Linked DNA regions of Mus musculus: regions 2, 3 and 4 are each linked to region 1. Evidence: chromatin contacts called from public Hi-C, Micro-C and promoter capture Hi-C data. All regions are on one chromosome and are shown on one strand. Each heading gives the region's core, a stretch centred on a gene start, on an enhancer-like site or on the middle of the called end of the contact. The rest is flanking DNA. Distances are from core to core; before and after follow the strand shown.

What was found. Promoter capture Hi-C pulls out the DNA fragments that hold promoters and counts their contacts. A called contact is a pair of places that touch in the nucleus more often than the background predicts.
Region 2: a Micro-C map of embryonic stem cells shows a contact between it and region 1, with 7 times the contacts expected there. The contact joins the promoter of Kcnt2 here to the promoter of Zbtb41 in region 1. A contact is called at or near these places in 3 of 39 promoter capture datasets (cranial neural crest, hippocampal neurons and liver) and 1 of 484 Hi-C or Micro-C datasets (embryonic stem cells).
Region 3: a Hi-C map of pre-B cells shows a contact between it and region 1, with 2.7 times the contacts expected there. The contact joins the promoter of Nek7 here to the promoter of Zbtb41 in region 1. A contact is called at or near these places in 13 of 39 promoter capture datasets (the 3T3-L1 cell line, 3T3-L1-derived adipocytes, the C10 cell line and 8 more), 6 of 484 Hi-C or Micro-C datasets (the G1E-ER4 cell line, the HPC-7 cell line, cranial neural crest and 3 more) and 5 of 115 datasets of contacts at active chromatin or transcription factors (astrocytes, embryonic stem cells, extraembryonic endoderm stem cells and 1 more).
Region 4: a contact with region 1 is called in a promoter capture Hi-C map of liver, with 3 times the contacts expected there. The contact joins the enhancer-like site here to the promoter of Zbtb41 in region 1. A contact is called at or near these places in 3 of 39 promoter capture datasets (hippocampal neurons and liver), 2 of 115 datasets of contacts at active chromatin or transcription factors (extraembryonic endoderm stem cells and forebrain) and 1 of 9 other capture datasets (embryonic stem cells).

The regions. Positions count from the first base shown.
Region 1 is chr1:139,420,520-139,425,329 of GRCm38.p6, reverse strand. It overlaps Zbtb41 (zinc finger and BTB domain containing 41), which reads right to left and starts at 2,947. Exons shown (of 11, transcript NM_172643.5): 1 at 2,907-2,947; 2 at 1,063-2,296. The coding sequence starts at 2,179.
Region 2 is chr1:140,243,074-140,247,883 of GRCm38.p6, reverse strand. Kcnt2 (potassium channel, subfamily T, member 2) reads right to left here and starts at 2,166. Exons shown (of 28, transcript NM_001081027.3): 1 at 1,533-2,166. The coding sequence starts at 1,627.
Region 3 is chr1:138,616,898-138,621,707 of GRCm38.p6, reverse strand. Nek7 (NIMA (never in mitosis gene a)-related expressed kinase 7) reads left to right here and starts at 1,951. Exons shown (of 10, transcript NM_021605.4): 1 at 1,951-2,156.
Region 4 is chr1:140,173,320-140,178,129 of GRCm38.p6, reverse strand. The region is part of intron 1 of Cfh (complement component factor h); the gene reads left to right. Among named protein-coding and RNA genes, the nearest start is that of Cfh, 7.7 kb to the left of the region's middle. Within about 2 kb of position 2,514, at least 7 of the 459 cell types and tissues checked have an H3K27ac peak or open chromatin away from gene starts, as enhancers often do. A contact at or near this core is called in liver, where this site is marked.

The DNA.
Region 1 (4,810 bases), core at 1,698-4,197:
ACCTAACTTCGTCTTCACACTGAAGCCAAGATGATCTGGCTGTAACTCTGTCATTCTCTTTTTTTTAAGCTCCCCATCCCCAGCAGTTTCATTAGATAAAAGTAAGCCCCTCTGGATAGCATCCAAGCCATTCCCAAGCTGGCTGTATGCCCGTAGTGAACTGACCCTTGCTCATTGATTTCCAAGTCAAATCAGGCTAATTAAAGTTTGTATATACCATAAGCAGGGAGTACAAAGTCTTACATGTATAGGAAAGATTAAATGTTCCCAGGTACCTCAGCCCCCAAAAGCTGCTCTCTGTGTATATCCTCATACTGAGAGCGCTAGTGACCATTTACTACCAGGACTGACAAGTTTCTTGTGCACATATAGTCTTCCCATTGACTAAGTTATTCAAAAGTTGTTTCATTTCTCTGTGTATGAAAGAGTAAAATTATTAATAACCATTAAATTGGATTCTGAAAAGTATCCTTAGAAATACATCCAAAAGGTATCATAAAAGCAAAAAAAAATGTTCACTGTACAGCCAGTCTATACCTACTTTGATAGGAAATGATTACAAATCTTATAAAACAAAATTTAACCTATGCAAATAGCATACATAACCCAGCACAAGATAGTCATATATCAAACTGCATGATTTCTTTTACAAAGTCAGATTATGTAAAGTTGTTTTAATCATTTTATGTGCAGAATGTACTTAGCAGTATCATAATCAATGTACATGTAACTCAAAACTACTAGCACTGCTAAGATTAAACAGGTATATTAAGTCAAAGCTATATAGAATAACTGCTGACAGTCTGGAGTCTTTCTCCCAAACACAGAACCTGTACCCTGTTAAGAGAAAATGAAGAAAACACAAAAGGGTAAATACCAAATTATTTCTGATTCACAACAAATTTAAAATAACAAGGTAAACTATGTGCCGAAAATCAGAGCATGTTCCCTTCAGAACTCTTCTTAAACATTCCTTCCAAAGTTTAGTTTGTAGTGATTACCACTGTTGTAGGAGAGGCACAAGGGGTAAGTGACTAGGGCTAGGAAAGGGGTTAGCCTTACCTATCCGGTCAAATGTCTTATCACATTTGGGACACTGCAGGATTTTCTTATTGCTGTTCTGAATGATGACGGGAGCTAACCCTTCATGGATGCTCCCGGCAGAGTCGCCAGCCTCAGGTTCCTCTTCTGCATCATTATCTTTGTCACTCTGCTCCGTGTCAGAGTCTTCATCGGACACTTCCTCCTCCAGCTCTTCGTCTTCGGCATTATATTCACTGCCAGGGTCCTCAGAATCATTTCTATCTGACCTCTCCTTCTCAGAACTTTCTTGATGCAAATTGTCTGACCCATCCCCACTCTCCTGTTCATCGTCGCTGGTATCCTCAAACTTGACAGGGCACTTCCGATTCCTCTTTGACCTCCGGGTAGAAAAACTTCTCTCCAGCATTTTTAACCCATGTTTTTTCCCAAGGAGCAGAGACCTGTGAGTTTTGGCTAAATGATTCTCTAAGGACTTTTTATAGCAGAAATGCCTACTACAAAATTTGCACTGATGACTACTCGACAGTCTTCCAGTTAGCTCATTTAGTGTTTCTTCTGGTGACGACTTTTCAGTCAGTTCGGCCTGAAAGGCAGCAACATTCTCATTATTCAGCAGCTTTACCGCATCGATGATGTCCAAAAATTTTGCAGCCTCTAACACAAGAGGTATTTCGTATTTGTACACAAAAAACTCCGATGTGTAGAGGAACTCAAGCAAATGCTGAAAAACCGAATGCGTTACGTGATCCAGGGTGACAACATCAGTGCTTGGATTTTTGCTCAGACACGCATGAAAATAACTACTGCCGACAGCAACGACCACTTTATGCGCACTAAACTCTTTCCCTTCCACTATGATAAGTAAATCGCAGAAAGACGGTTGCTTCTGCCTATCATCGTTCAAATACTTCAGCAAATTCTTATTATACTGCAAAGAACTCAAAAGCTTTCTCTGATCTGGAGAGGGAGGCAGTTCTTGGCAACGCTGGGCAGCTTCGGGGGTTGGTCTTTCTGGAGCCTGAGTATAGGTCACTTGGCCACACTCCACAGCAGCATTTTCTTCCGAAGAGTCTTTATGATAGCCTAGATGGATCTTCTCGTCAAGATTTGAAGTAACCTTTCTCCTTTTCTTCATTGCAATGCGGCAATTTTTGAACAAGAAACTTCATACGTGACTTAGGCGATTGATGAAACAAAACTAGATTGTCTTGAACAACAGCTTCTGAAGGGGCGTGCCCCACCGTTTCATGGTCTGCAAAAAGAGTGAGAATCAGGTAAGAGCTCCACCGCATAGCCATCTTAAATAACCCAAAGGTGTTGTCAACTAGTCTTTCCTACATTGTAACTAGATTACAAAGTCGACAGTGCATTCACTCCCAGCTAAGATTTTCTTTTTTTTTAGGGCAGGGAACCAGGAGAGCTGGGCTGGGAAAGACAATCCAACAAAAGAATAGTGTGAAGTGAAGGCACAGCACACCTTCCAGGCCTGATTCACGAATAAGGTGGAGAGAACACAACCCAGAGAGCACCATCCCGCCGAGACCGCAAACAAGGCAGACTGGCCGGCCGGGACCGCAGTCCCGATTTGGGTGCTGGGACCTTGACAATAAGGCCAGCGCGGCCACGAAACGCAAGTCTCCATTAGCATGCTTTCCCCGGGCGAGCGCGGCATGGCTCCTGAGCGACAGACCTTCCGAAATCCACTAGGCACGGCGGCCCCAGGAGGGGAGCAGAGTGGGGTCAGCACGGGCGACGACTGCAGGAAGCCGAGTCTTCCCAGGCCGGGGTTGGCGGGGACCCGCGCTCGCCCGTGACCCTTCCCTCCCAGGCTGCCCGGGGCAAGCGTCCCACAGGCCCATTACCGGGAAGCCCGGGCTCCCGCGCCGGCTCGGGGCCGCCCAGCTCCGATCCCCGCGCGCTCGCGCCCGCGCCCACCCACTTCCGGGTCCGGCCCCCCACCTCAGCCACCTCGGCGGCGCTCCTTCCCCTCGCGGAGTCCCGCCGCCGCCGCCGCTCGCCAGGCAGGCACGTCAGGCCCGCGCAGCCGCCCAGCCGCCGCGAGAAGCCGGGGAGCCCCGGCATCCGCCCGAGCGCATGCGCGCGCCTCCAGCCCTGCGCATGCTCCGTGAGCTTTCTTTCCTGCCCTGGGTGCCCTACCGAGGTCCCAGGTCCGTTATACCCGCTTTTCGTGGCCACTTAAGGGCCCTCGTTAACTGAACCAGAAAAACTTGGCTGCGGGAGGGGAAGATAGCTGTGATGAGGGGTTAGGGGGAATTGGCGCCACGACAACTGGTGTGTTTCCAGTGTGTCACCAAACAGCGACCTCCTCCGGAAACCTGCCAGTTTCCAGTCCACAGTGGCAAACACCCAAAGTGCTGGCTGGAAGTAGTTGTATGGCTTTCCGACTTACATGTGCGTAAAATGTAAGCACACCTAAAATTGTGGGGTTTGTTTTTATTACCTTGCTATGAACAGAAGATGTGCATGTAAGATGTGAAGCTGAGAAAAGGACAACCAAACCTCTACGGGACTTAGAGCCTCAGAGCCCCTGCCTAACGTGTTGCATCTCCGACAGAATGCCCAGTGGCCCGATATTGCCCGTCTGGCGATGAAGGTTCTAGAGTTTGTTTGTACAAACCTAAGGAAAAAAACTGATACAAAGGCCGTGACCAAAAAGAAATCAATACACACACCTTCCCTTTTACCTGTAACTCCACTCTCTTCATAACTCTGAATCTGAAAAGGTTACCCTCTCATTAGCAAATACGAGCAAGTGCATACCCAGGAGGAGGAGAAGTTGAGGGAGCGTGTGGGGGACTTTTGGGATGGCATTGGAAATGTAAATGAAATAAATACCTAATTAAAAAAGAAGAAGAATGTACACCCAGAATAGTATAAGGAAAGCTAATGAAAATGATAAAATACTCAGAGCTATAGATTATAAAGTAGAAAATGTTTGAAAAGACAAGCCCATAGATATTAATTTTGTGTGTGTGTGGGGGGGGGTGCAGTGTTATCATCCATCGTCTGGCTCCTACCACCAAGTCTTTCCAGCTGTTGTCATGTGTCAGTGTTCTAAGTTACATGGGACAATCAAAGAAATGGGGTCACTTCCGGGCGAAATATGGCATTGCAGGCAGCAAAGAGGAACGGCCTCAATGAGCTGAACCTCGGACAGCTGTTCAAATGCTGTTTGGGGAGGGGGATAAAGCAAGCCCCTCATACAAAGGCCTGTGGTCTAAGCTAGATGTTTCATGAAGGAGAACACCACACCACTGCAACTTTAGCCTTCACTGTGTACTGTTTGTAGTACTCAATAATGTAAGACATTCCAGGTCTGCCAGGGCAGTCTTGTGACCAAAGTCGGGCAAAGGATGGAAAGCTCCTTCAGGAAAAAAAAAAAAAAAAGACTCTATAGAAAAAAAAATCACCATTTCTACAATGATTTCTTCAAGGTCAAGGTACTTCTAAAAACCATCTATTCATTCTGGTGTTTCCCCTAGGTCCAGTGAAAAAACAGCAATTTTCATTCAAATGTTTACCTTAGATATAATGATTCTACCAAACACACCACAGTCATGTTGGTCCAACAAAGATGAACTCAATCTCTTTGGAACTATAATAAATCCTCTCTACTACGTTTCATCTGTCAAGCATTCTATCTAAATACCAGAAAAGAAACTGATACACCATATAATATGGTTTCTTGTCTATCTCACTCATCAGACAAAAATCATATAGGACAAGTTGTATTAATCTCTTACAC
Region 2 (4,810 bases), core at 917-3,416, 820 kb before region 1:
AAACAGTGTGCACACAATAACATGGAAGTGGCCCTTCTTCAACGCCTTAGGCGTTGAATCAGCATATACAGCAGAGTAGATTAAGGTTGCTGCTCTGATTGAATTGCAAAGAGGAGCTTGTGCTCTTAGCAAACAGAAATGGCACGGCGTACTTACTCATAAGAGTTTAAAATCCTAAAAAGTCAAGGCAAAAAAGTACAACTGTGAATTTTACATAAAAGAACCAACACTAAGAATCCAAACCGTGGTAGGTGCCAAGTTAGTAATGTAAACTCATTGAAACATCCATTTAACTATCTAGCTAACGCCAGTTAACTCCAATTAACGCCTTCATTTAGATGCATGGCCAATAACCCGATAATGAGGTCTTTAATTTTCTAAGCAGTATGTAAGGTTTTGCCTAGGAAGAGATGCTATGTAAACAGCACCCTCCACAAATCATCCATGGATATGTCATTAAGTTCCTAAAGTAAGACCAAGAAAGATTCTCATCATTCAAGTCCATGACAGAATCCCAGGAGTACTGCAATAGGAGTTAGTATTGGGAACTGAGAAGGTGAGGAAAACGCAGAAGTCATATTGCCCAGTGAATGCAAAATGTGCTTCAAATTGGACCAATAATGTATCTTTTATCTAATTCAAATAGAACATCAATGCCTAACTGAACTTCGGGGAATTATTTAATCTGCATTGAGAGCTTAGCTATACATACTTTAAAACAAGAAAATGTGGCATGTGATATGTGAAATTATCGTTCTAAAAAAACAAAAACAATTCAATGAAACAAAAAGTGTGCAAAAAAAAAAAAAATTAGCCAGAGCATTTTGTATGCAAAATTGCATGAAGCTTTAATGCCATTGATAAAACACGCAAGCAATGTTTTGCTAGTAATAAATATTTCAGCTTTGAAACTTATCGTTTTGAGATATGCACTATTTAGGTGAAAATATATACGAATCATACTACAAGAACCTCTGTTCAGTGTATTTTCCATCCCAGGCATTCTTGCTTCACTAACTACCTGTTACATATTTAAACCAATTGCCCACCTGAACTCCAAATACTCAAACAGTGGAAAATCCCCAGTGGCAAGCAAACATCTCGTCGAGACAACACTGACAAGGAGTAAGAAAGTGGGTACAGGAGATTTCAAGTTTCTACTGTGATTTTTTTTTCCAATCGCTTGGATACATTTATGGGGTGGATTAACTACACCGGGGAAATATTTGACACTGCAACTGCGTGCCATTTGGATGCTACTGTACCTCTGCTTGCAGCCTCACACACAACCAGGGAAGCACAGACAGACAAAGAATATCGAATAAATGCAACAAATGATTCTCAAGAATAAGAAAGTGGAAAGGAAAGGAGTTCCTTGTCCACAGCAACTGCTCTCTGCAGTGTCAAAATGGAGATGTAGAATCCCTTCTACTCCCTCAGTGCTGGTCTCCCTTTCTCTCCATCCCCTCAAAAGCTCTCCAGTCCTGTCCGCTTCCAGCAGTATTTGTGGAACGCTGCACCATGCCACTCACCTGTCATCATTTTGCCAGCCTTGGTCCCCTAGCAGCAAATCCCGGAATCTGTACCTGGGAGGCAGAGGGGGCACTTCGCTCTCCAAATCAACCATCCTTCCTTAAGGAGTGGGCAACATCCAACAAGGGATGGAGGGATGGAGGAGGGCAAAGAGGGGTAGCAAGCACTGCGGAGGGGGTGCCGTGCTGGGGAGGGTGGGAGAAGGGCTTGGGGGACCCGGAGGGGGAGGGGTCGTTCGGCCGGAAGCTGAGGCTGGAAAGGGGTGGCTCCTCTTCCCCAAGGGTGTGATGGGGATGATGCAAACCGAGCCCAGGAGCAAAAGTCTGGCTGCGACTCGAACCAGCGCTGCCAAGGAACCGCCCCCAGGCTCGGCACCGCCTCTGGTCCCTGGGACCGGGGGGAGGCGGGAATGCAAAAGTTACTTCACGGACAGAAAAAAAAAAAAAAGGAAAAGGAAAAATTTAAAAAAGAAAGAAAAGAAAAGGAAAAGAAAATTCGCGCGGTGCCTAGAAAGAGGGTAGGTGGTGGGTGTGAGCACCGCGTGATGGCTAGGCACTTTCCTGAAAGGCAAGGACCAGAGCCTCCCACTAGGGCATCCCCGGCCACAGCTCCCTCGCAGGGAGTGCAAGCACTGGGCTCAGCCGGACGAAGGCGGGGGCGAAGGCGGTGGGCTCCGGCTCTCACAGCCAATGAGCCTCCCCTTCATTAGCATAACACAATGACGGCAGGAGGGTGCCTTGGGGACAACCAATGGGGGCGAGCTCTTTCGCAGATTCCAGAGCTCCAGACCCTTCCTGGGAAGTGGATGAGGGGTCCAAGGAAGGTTGCCAGGTGTCACCAGCACCCAAGGCTGTGGTCGCCTTCTGCTTCTGTGGGTGTAGTGGAAATGGCCTGTTCCTGGAGAGGGAATCCCCGCTCTCAGCCCCAAGGAAAGTCCTCATACCCGCCCTTCTTCGTGCTAAAAAAAAAAAAAAAGAGAGAGAGAGAGGTGTTTCCCTGGTCTGAGGAAAATTGCAGGGCACCCTTATACAGCAGCTGAAGAGAAATATTTAAATGAGAACCCCTGCACCCCCATCTCCCATAGCCCCCCCCCCCCCAGCAAGGCAGGCCTCTAGTGAATAAGTGTTGGTGGTGTGAGCTCCTAGGGCAGGTGTCTTCCTATAGGAGTGGTTCACAAGGTCAGAGGAAGAAGAGAACTCAGGACCCAGAGCTGACTTTTCAGCAGCTTCCTGGTCTTCTCTGATACCCACTACCCTGTTCTACTTGCCTACTTTGGTTTTTCCTTCAGGAATGGATACCCGGATACCCCCCAGGGCACCCATTAACAGAAGCAGTCACAACCCAATGGCACCTCAGAAAAGCAAAGACACTTAGGAATCTCAAAGTTTGTAGGTAGCAACAAGATCATAATGGAAACTGGGCCACATTGGAGGGAAAAAAACCTCAACAAATGCACCTCTCCCTCCTAGGGTCAAGAAACCTTAAACATTCTTAAGGTGAGAGAGGAGATAAATAAAGACCAAGTAAAGTTCTTAGTTTTGGTTTTCTTTGGTTTTGGTTGGTTGTTTGGTTGGTTGATTTTTTTTTTTAAGTTTGCTTACCAAGGAAATAGTGACTAATTAATTTTGATTTATTCTTAGTGGAGATCATTTTGCAGAGAATCCACAAAGGAAGCTAAAATGCAGAAAGAAATCATCAACACCAGTGTGATAACAGATGAGTTAATAGCTGCATGCAGTTGTAGATTCCACTTCCTGCTCGTTCATCTAGCCCTAGCTGATAAGCCATATGTGCTTTAGATTTCCCACCTCTCCCAGGTGAGGTGAATGTGTAGCTTTCCTTTGAAGCCTCCAAACTTCATTTTGCTAGTGGTGTTTACCACATTCTGACTTCTTGAGTGATTATCTCTATGCTTTTAAACTCTCTTCTCGTTTTTGTTCAGGGCCTTCAGCATAGACAGATCTTGCCCCAGAAATGCATTGTGATGCTGACAAATGGCATGCTACATTCAGAGTAGGTGTTATTTTAAGTTATAGCTTAAATCTTAGTGGCAATCTTAGTTGAAACCTGAGCGATCAGATAACAGTACTGAATAGAAGAACATTTCTGTCAAAAAAATAAAATAAAATAAGCAAAGATTTGCTTGGCTCCCAGAGTCACACACAGCTAACCATGAAGGACACTGAGTGCTATGAAGTTTCCCAGTATCTCAGCCAAAACAGTTAGACTCAACTATGATAAGGCCATGCTGATTTTCTAGAGTTTAAAAGCTCCCAATACTCCAACTTTAGAAAAAAAATCTTAAAAGATAGCTACATTTAAAAAAAAAATGCTGTTCTGACATTCTTAAAATACAGCAACCATGGCTATGAAAACTTAAATTTATAATTGACAGATCTTTTTGCTCTATTTTTTTTTCACTTTTTCTGACAGACCTTTTCTTTTGTCGTTAATTTTGGCTTCTAGTTCTCCTGCTTTCCCTTCACACTGTTATTTCCTTTGTTTCTTATCCCGTCAAAGGCATTCCCTGCTGTTAGAACCTATTATCCTGTTCCAAGCTTTACCTTGGTTTCTCTCTTCACTGTGTGTGCTCCCAGTCTCTTATCTATTCATTTTCCCTGTGTCTATGGGAATCTCTGCTAAAGTCTCAGATCCAATTGGGGGAAATAAATGTAAACTTGATGATGTCCAGTACTCTCCTAACTATGTAATCTCAGTTAGTGTTGTCAGGATTCCTTATACAAGTCCTATTGTGGATGAATAGCAATAGAAGAAATTGTTCTCTCTCTCTCTCTCTCTCTCTCTCTCTCTCTCTCTCTCTCTCTCTCTCTCTCTCCACACACACACACACACACACACAAGCAGTGGAAGATTGGGCATACACAAAAACACATAAACAAGAAAGGAGAGTAATTATATACAAGCAATACAGAGGATGGGTCACAAGTCACACATAACACATAAGCAATAGTTACCAATACAGGAGATTGGTCACAAGCAAAGCACATCAAAAATATTATCTAAAATTATGCTAATAAAGATTATCAACATGAAATAATTTCTTAGCTTTTGAAAATTTAATTGTACTTTCTCAAAAACACATTTGAAGACATTTTCCAATTTCTTTTTATATGACTAGCGAATGCTATTTTTAAAAATTTCTGCTTTCCAATATGTTGATTATACAAATGTTTTAACACAAGAGAATATTCATTCCTATAAGTGAAGAATGATTTTTATTAACAATTAAGAATTTATTCATAGCCGGGCGTGGTGG
Region 3 (4,810 bases), core at 702-3,201, 800 kb after region 1:
AGATAAAGGCTTTGCAGCCACTAAGCATGTATGAGCTGACTTTTGCCCAATTTGACCCTCACTCAGTGTTCGGTAAGTATAGTGTTTGCTTAGCAGTGTTTGCTTGTAAGTATAGCTTGTACAGACTATTCAGCGTGTAGATAAATTGGCAGTGTGCTTAAATCGGGGTACCTATCAATCTACATTTTCTAAACTGGTAATAGCAAAGCGAATAAGAACAAGCTCTGATCCATCGTCTGGTACCTCGGGTCTTTTAGTTTTTCCTAAAGTTATGCCTATGCATGGAGTACCACTGTGGCTGATTTGGTGTGATGTGACCTATGATATAGGCCAAATGCCAACTTATTGGCTTCATCCTAGCTTCCTCTCATATAGCACATTCAATGCAGCAGAAAACCTTGTTGGCTCTATCATGGAAATGTATCTGGGGTCTGTCTGGTTTTGCTAGCATTCTGGTCTAAGCCTGATCAGAATGTGTTACAGATACCATTATGTTTCCTTTTAAACTTCCAGTTTCTTCACCCTCCACTTTATTCTTCACAGCTCTGTTGTCTCTCAACTTACACCTGCAATGAATTTCCATTTCATTCAGAATAAAAATTAAGAGTTCGAAGTTCCACATCTGATAGTTCACCCTTTCTTACTCCACCAGCCTCTCTCCCTTGCTCACTAAGTTGGATCCTACCTGCATAGGCTTACTGGCTGTTTCTCCAACATGGCGAACCCATGCCTGACAGGGTAACCTTGCATTTCCTGGGTAAAACAGTCTACTTCCTGACAGTCACATGGCTCCTTTTCTCACATCTTCAGGTCTCTGCTCAAATTCCAAGTGACTTTCCCTGATAAACATGTTTAAAGGAGCACTCACACCCCGAGCTTTGTTTCTCTATGAAATAGATATAAAAGACATTAGGTAATTTGGACTTCCTCACTGAAGCTAAGTTTTATGAGAGCAGGGCTCTTGCACGTAGCTGATTGTAGAACTCCACCTGGCAAATCTGTACCGATTAAGCACTTGCCCCAACGTCACCTCTTGAAATTTAATTTTCTTACTAAAATTAACGTTTGCATTCTTTTCTAATTATATTTCACATACTTGCATTCGTGTGTGTGTCACATTGCAGTACGGATGTCAGAAAACAATTTGTGGGTCCTGGGAATCAAACTCCTGAGTCATCTTGCTGGCCCAAACTTTCTAAATCTTGCTTCTATTGTTTTAATCCATTTGAGCTATAATACCGCTTTTTCTTGTTGTTGTTTTTTGGCTCTATTCCCTTGGCAGGGGAACGAAACCAGAAAAAGGCCTACTGATATCAAATGGTTAAGATCTGTGCTCAAGCACGCTGTTGTATGTCATCGTCTGTTTCTAAGGAGAGGCGTTAAGGCTGACTTCCAAGAAAGACCACGATAAGTTAAGCGACTGGCCACTGAATGATTAGCATCTAGGTATGACAGACTCTACACTGCCTCCTAGCTGTTCGCTCCATTCGTTCAAATCTGGTTAGTGGAACAGTAGGAATCAAAGCTTTGCTTTTGAAAAGCTCCATGTACTAGGGAGAGACCCATATTGCAAATATGTGACGTGTAAACGAATTTATCTAATGTAATATTTTTGTAATGCCACTTTGTGAGTGTGCCTGTATCCCAAAGATTCTGCATACCTACCAACTAGTTCAACTTTCGGAAGGGTCCTGAAAAGCTTTCTTAAAACTGGGACGCTAAAGTCTAGATTTGCTTAGCCAGACTCCGGGAAAACTCTCGTTTGCCTGCACTGACACCATGTAGAGGCAGCTTAAACTACTTGGTAAGTGGGATCAAAAAACTCCGATCTGGAGGCAGGGGTCGACCGCCGTAAGCGAGGCACACCCCAGTTCTCGGGAAAGTGGTAGCGTGGGCTCCGGAGCAGGGTGCGGGCGCGGGGAGGGGCCTGCGGCGGCCCGCCCTCTCCTCGGGGATGCCGGGATGTTTACCCTCCTGACAGCCGCGGCCGCCGGAGGAGGAGCGGAGCCGGGAGGATGGGCCGCCGCTAACCTCGCAGTGGGAAGCGCGGGCCGAGCAGGGTGGGAGCCGGCGCCTGCAGTGGCGCGGGGAGAGGCGATCGGCCCCGGATCCCGCAGCCCTGCAGCCCGCGTAGACCGAGCTGCCCCGGCGCCCCGGTGAGTATGTACGGCCCGGCCGGGTGGGGCCGGTGCGGGGAGCGGGCGGGCCGCGTGGGGCCTCGGGCTCTCGTGCCTCCGAGGACCGCCCGGGACGCCTGCAACTGGCGGAGCGTGGTGCAGGCCGCTGGCTGCAGGAGCTCAGAGTCCGGGCGCTTCGACCCCAGGAAGCTCCACGACGGTGGTGGTGGCGGCAACAGGTCTCCGGGCTCCGACAGGAGGAACTCCAGCGAAGACCCGCCTCCGGGCTGAGCTCATTGGTCACCTTGGCTATTTACAGCTCGAGGATTGGCTCAACCGATTCGGCTGCAGCCCAGTTTAGAAAAGTGAAGTTCACGGACCGGGGAGTCAGTCGAGCGTGAGTGGTGGGGTAGTCAGGTCGAGGTCCGATTGAAACCGATCCAGGGCTGGGATGCAGCAAAGTATGAGCTGAGTCCCAGTGGGGCGAAGGTGAAGTTAGGCCGTGGAAGATGCTGCTAAGCAATGTCGATAGCCTCCGCCTGGTGCTAGAGGCCTTGGAAGACCCACAAGAGATACATTTATTGACTCACATACTATACTCGAATAGCCTAAGTCTTTGCCCGCGCTAAACACTAAGAATATATTTACTTTAAAGTAAGATATGTTTTGTGCCCTTTACAATTCTGGTGATGGAACTGAATATAGCAAAAACAATCTAGAGATGTAAAGGACTTTTTTTTCTTTTTGAGATTACTAACTTTAAAGGTTGTAATTGGATTCAATGCCCGCAGTTTATAGAGCATTATTAGGACCACTCTTTAGTTTCTCCTCCAAGGAATCTGCAGTTCCCGGGAGGAACTGACGTTCATGACGGTGTGCTTTGATAGAGTTGCTTTACAGAATAATGTTCCGAATAAGCTTATTATAAATCTGTTCTCTTCTAGACGATGGGATGTTGATGTGATCCAAGAAAGGTTTAGTACTCATACTCAAAAATTTATAGTTTGGGACAACCGGACAAACTCTGAAAATGATGAATAAAAGATAAAGCCTGCAGTGCTTTGTAGCATTTCTCACTAGTATTCATGGCTGCAGTATTTCGTGATGGCCAGTGCACTTTATTGAACTAACATGCAACCTAAGCAGTTATTTCATCTTCACAGCTATCTGCCACCACTCCGAGAGACCCGGACCATAATTTGCTTTACATCCCAAACCGTTGCATCTTCTGCTTCGGCTGGCGAGGGGTAGGGGCGTGTGGAGGGAAACTTTACTTCTTAGAGGGTCAGAAAAATGGATGATGAGAGGAGGGCCTTTGGAGAAAGTGCAGAAGGGACAGACTCTGGGGCGGAGTGGAGGGGAATCTGGACCCAGTGACCATGCAGTCCTCAGATTCCACAGTAAGGTGGGAGTCCCCGCCCTTGAGGGCACTGACAGCCATTGCAGCCAGTGAACGGCGAGGACACCCGGCCCCAGCTCAGGAGGGCGGGTACTTCCTACCGCTGCCCTGAGCTAGGCGAGGGAGGCCAAGTTTGTCTGAGGATGTGGGCCGGTGGAAAGAAGGGTTGAGAGGCTCAGTCTTGTGAAATTACTGCATTAAAAAATAGAGGGAGGGAGCTCTGGTTTTCTTTGAGCCCTGTGCTGACTTTCAAGATTCGGGCTCAGGTTGAAGTCACCGCTTCCACCGAAACCATAGGAGATAAGAAACGAACCTGGTCAGCAAATTAAATATAGTCCGTGACTGACTGGGGCTTTTGCCCGAGATCGCCTGAAACTGAAAACCAAGAACTACCAGAAGAAATCTCATTAGACACATTTATGGCAGCTTGGCAATTTTAATACGGTTAAGACAATCATTAGCTTAAATTGACAAGACTGCATTTTCAGACAAACAGACCTATTTTGTAATTTGAAGTTTATCTGGATAATACCTGTCTCCCGCCATTCCTTTCCCACAAACACTTTCTTCGCTGGACACTTAGTTTCTCTCCAGCCTAGTAAAACAGAAGAAATCATCTGTTCCGGTGGCCGAACTCGTGGAGGAGGGGAGCAGAGGCTGCGGACATGTCTTTCCTTACTAAATTAAAATCCAGCATTCCCGTTTCCAACACGCTGAAGTGCAGAGCAATTACACTCCGGAAAGACAAGTACTGCCAGGACTCCCCTCTCAGTCCCAGGCTTCTGGTGACTGCAGTTGGTGGCTCTCAGCCCTGGCTGACTACAAACATTAAGTATTGAGCATTTGCTAAAACTAAAATAAAGTAAAATTCCAGTGAAATTTTTTTAAAGTCAATTTTATTATTATAAGAATTTTTAGGGTAGCTGTTCTCATTTTCACCTTTTCTTTTCAAATATTTGATTAGTGTGTGGGCAGACCTTTTACTTTACAAGCTAAACCACAGTGCAGTAGCAAACTTACTTTAGTTCAGAAGGTGTGTGGAATTTATAGTTTAGAACTGTATGACATGGTGGTTTATTATTTACTCCGAATTGCTTTATTTGTAATTCTACAAATACTGCAACGTTTTTCAAAGAACCACCTCTTTATACTTTTGAAGTTGTTCCATTTTAATTCTTCCTCCTACAATTTATTTGTGGAGATTATAGCTGATATAACATTGGTTATATAATTGTACCCAAGTATATGCATTTGTGGTACATAATTTTACAATTTACAATTTACAGTTAAAACA
Region 4 (4,810 bases), core at 1,265-3,764, 750 kb before region 1:
GAAGTAGGGAGGGAATAGGGGATTTTCGGAGCGGGGATAACATTTGAAATGTAAATAAAAGTAGAAACAAAAAGAACTAACTAATAAAGAATCAACCAAATCAGGACCTGGTTTTTTTTGAGAAAACCAACCAGATAGATAAACCCTTAATCAGGCTAGCCAGAGGGCACAGGGACAGTATCCTAATTAACAAAATCAGAAATTAAAAGGGAGACATAACAACAGAACCTGAGGAAATCCAAAGCATCATCAGATCCTACTATAAAAAGCTATACTCAACAAAACTGGGAAACCTGGATGAAATGGTCAATTTTCTAGACAGATACCAGGTACCAAAGTTAAATCAGGATCAGATTAAGGATCTAAAGAGCCCCATACCCATTAAAGAAAGAGTAGTCAGTAGTCTCCCAACCAAAAAAAGCTCAGGATCAGATGGGTTTAGTGCAGAGTTCTATCAGACCTTCAAAGAAGACCTAACTCCAACTCTCCTCAAACTAGTTCACAAAGTAGAAACAGAAGTTACTCTACCCAATTCATTCTATGAAGCCAAAATTACTCTGATACCTAAACCACAGAAAGTCCCAACAAAGATAGAGAACTTCAGACCAATTTCCCTTATGAATATGGATGCAAAAATACTCAATAAAATCCTCGAAAACCGAATCCAAGAACACATCAAAACGATCATCCATCATGGCCAAGTAGGCTTCATCCCAGGGATGCAGGGATGGTTTAATATACGGAAATCCATCAACGTAATCCACTATATAAACAAACTCAAAGACAAAAATCACATAATCATCTCCTTAGATGCGGAGAAAGCATTTGACAAAATCCAACACCCATTCATGATAAAAGTCTTGGAAAGATCAGGAATTTAAGGCCCATACCTGAACATAATAAAACCAGTATACAGCAAACCAGTAGCCAAAATCAAACTAAATGGAGAGAAACTTGAAGCAATCCCACTAAAATCAGGGACTAGACAAGGCTGCCCACTTTCTCCCTACCTATTCAATATAGATAGTACTTGAAGTCCTAGCCAGAGCAATTAGCCAACAAAAGGAGATCAAGGGGATACAAATTGGAAAGAAAGAAATCAAAATATCACTATTTGCAGATAATATGATAGTATATCTAAGTGACCCTAAACTTAATATCTAAAAAAGAAAAAAAAAGAATATATTTTGCTTAGCAGAGTTAGTTAACTTTGTGCATTGTACAAAGCCATAGTTAGCACAACTTTTTTTCTGTACAACTTTGAAGTATAAATCCATACAGTTAAAGTATTAAAAAAAAGAAAGAAAAAGAAAAAGAAAGAAAACCAATTTTGGCATCTTGCCTTTCTGTTCCTTTATTACATCAACGATTTATAAACCTGTCACAGCATAAGCCAGGACTTAGATGTATGCACATTTTAAACCTTTACTGTATTTCAAATTATAATAAATTTGGATTTACTGCTCCAATCTCAACTTTGAGTATCATAATCTTTTCACAGCCAGAACACATCTAAAAACTCTGAAGTCAACTATCCTTGGTATTTGCTTGGTCTTCTTGTTTGATGCAAAACTGGAGGAATTCATACTTACAACCAAACCATCTAGTGCAATTAATAGCACCTACTTGCAATGTCTTAAGTTCACATTTAAGCAAACAGCACTAACCCATCGCAGTTATTTTGTTTCTGCCTTGAGAAGAAACAACATCCTCAGAGCCTCCTTTGTTGAGTCTTTGAATTGGAACAGTAATCCTTTTCATCACAAGCCATGGAGGCAGTGAATAGACAGACCCCCATATTTCTCTAAGGAAAGTGGCTAGATTGAGTAATCAGGTATGTGATAGAGACAACAACAAGGAAATTCTTCCTTGAGGCTTGAGTTAAGAATTTTGAGGACAGTCTAAAGAGATAAGATCAGAAAATCATGCACCCTGTTTGATAAGGTTCTTCATACAGTCTAGCATATTTATTAAGCTTCTCAGTAGTAGTCTCCCAGACCCCAGAGGTCAGAGGTCCAGTTATGCCACCTTTTGTCACATTTGCTTAAGTTCACCCTAGTACATACACATGAGTGTTATAGATCATTATGTAAACTAGATAATTAGGTAATACTAGTTTCTTATGCAAATTAGATTTTAATTTTAGCAGAACAATTAACTTCTATCTTTATAACACATGTTTTCAGGATAGAATTAATTTCCCTAAATCATGTTACTTGGCGTTGTACTGATTGTCTTCAGTATCTTCTTTCATGCAACTCTTAAAATATTTAACATTTTTATAGTACCACAAATTCAACCAATCTGTAATATATGTAGAAGGAACAATATAGTTAAATTTCGTGCTATTATGTGTAATTTACTGTGAAATTTCATTGATAGAGGATAGAACTGGACAATGGTAAGGGACAAAATAGAGCAAAGTCATTCTGAAACAGGAAGCATTCTGGGATGGAATACTATAGTTGGTGACAAAGGGTGGAGAAGTTGCTCACAGGCGGGGTAGAAGGTGGACTGTGAAAGCAAGCCTTGCTTATCTTCAGCACAGTTCTATTCTAGGAATGTGCATGCCCTTTACCAGGATGGAGTTTAAAACTACAACATTTAAATAGTACAAACCAGAATTATGCTAAAGTAGAAACTGCCACAGAGTAAATAGTCTTCATCTTTGTCCTTAGATTGATCAATTTTGAACCCTTGCTCCCCTTCCAAATTAATCCCTTTTTTATTTGCTGAATCTGATTGTTACTCTTCTCTCTCTCTCTCTCTCTCTCTCTCTCTCTCTCTCTCTCTCTCTCTCTCTCTCACGCACACACACACACACACACACACACACACACACACACACGCACACACACCCTCTACTTCTCACCATTTAAGGAGATGCTGTCCAGTAAGTTCTCAGGTGCTGAGTTGATGTTAACTTTATTGGGAAAAAAATTGCTACATTTTGGTTTAAAATTAGAATAAAAAAAATCTGGTTCAGATAAAGTCAAGTAACTAAACAGAAAAAAAAATTCCTACCATGAAATAATAAAAAGAACACATGGATTTGACAGAACATTTTTGTTTTGACATTTTAACTTAGAAAGCCTAGTTTCTCACAAAGGGTGTAAACTGGAAATGCAATAGATAGAAGATGATTATAGAAACACCGCTTCAAAGTTTCCGAGGGATTTTTTGTACTTTGAGGTAAATTCAAGTGATTCCTGACTTCAAAAATCACAACATAGACCGATCTGCAAACTCTATAATTTTTAGTGCATGCAACAGGCACACAAGTTCACCAGACAATGAATAGTTCTCTTGTGACTCCCTCCTCCTCCTCTTCTTCCTCTTCTTTCTCCTCCTCTTTGTTACTTTTTCCAAGTCTTGTCTTTTAAGTTTCATATTTGCCACTGTCAGCTGCATCTGGCCTTATTGGCTACATGGATGTCTATTGTGGAAATATCTCTGCAGTTCTCTTTGCATTTGCTTTTATTCATGATCACTTTGGAATAACTTCTAAGTACTAGGCAGCATAATAATACTTTCCAAAAGTTGTCATTTAGTGGAGAGGAAAATAATGAACACTGTATTTAAATAGTTACATACTGTAGCTCATCTCATAAACTATTGTGATTGAGATTTTAAAAAGTTCCTAAAGCAGGACACTGAAGTTGGAAAGATGTCCTGAATACACAAAATGGAATTTTGTTCAGCTACAAAAAAACAAAAAAAAAAAAAAGGAATTATGAAACCAATAGGAAAAATGGATGACTCCAGACTCAGAGAGACAAACACTTTATGTTCTCATTCATATTAAATTCTAGCTTTTAATGCATATACTTTATATTTCTCTGTTTAATATGATATATATGTATATCTATGTGTGACTTGTGGATAGAAGACATGGAAATAGAACTGGAAAAAGAACTGTGGAGGAAGGAGGCCATGGAAAGCACATGTGGATGGCACAAGGCAGGGAGGGAGATAGGAAAAAAGAAGGGTGAAGAGAATCAAACAAAACTGTTTTTAAAAGTCATTAAAAAAAAAAAACGGGAGAGCTGGGTGTGTTGGACACACCTTTAATCCCCGTGTGAAGGAAGCAAAGACAGACAGTTCTCTAAGTTCAAGGCCAGCCTGATGTACAAAGTGAATTCGAGGATAGTCATGTCTACAAAGAAAAACAGTTTTGGAAGAAAAAAATCCATAGTATAATATAATGTGATGTAATACTTCATATATTAATTTAAAAATAACATGAAATAAATAATTGGGATGGGAGAATGGGTCAGGAGTGGGAGGGGTGAGGGTAACTGAATAGAGATATTTTGCTGATTTAGTTCTATGTTGCTTCTCTGAGACAAGTCAGAGATAAGCTCTCAGTTTACAATCTTCCCTCTCCAGCATGCTGAGAAGACAAGCATGGAGCCTCAAGTAGGTAGGCTTTGAATGCTGCAGAGAAGTTAGTCAGATGAAGCCAAAGAGGATGTTCATGGTAAAACTTCAGATCTACACAAAGAACTAGAGCTTCTATAAAGCTGTGGGGCTCAGCTCCACACCTACAACTTACCTTGGCTTAACTTTCACAAGAATTAGAGGGAAGGTTAGGAAAGAGACATTTTTCCCTTGTTTTAGTCCTTATCCTCAGGATCCTACTGATACCTCTCATACACTCCAGTACTGGAGATGCTGAACCTTCAGCCTTCACTCCATCTTGTGGCTAAACTGCTATCTGAAGCAGCGGTTCAAGTCTAATGAAAACATTCAATATATACTAAGAGTTTATTTTTAACAAGACAACAGTGTGATTGGAACCTCCTTGGTG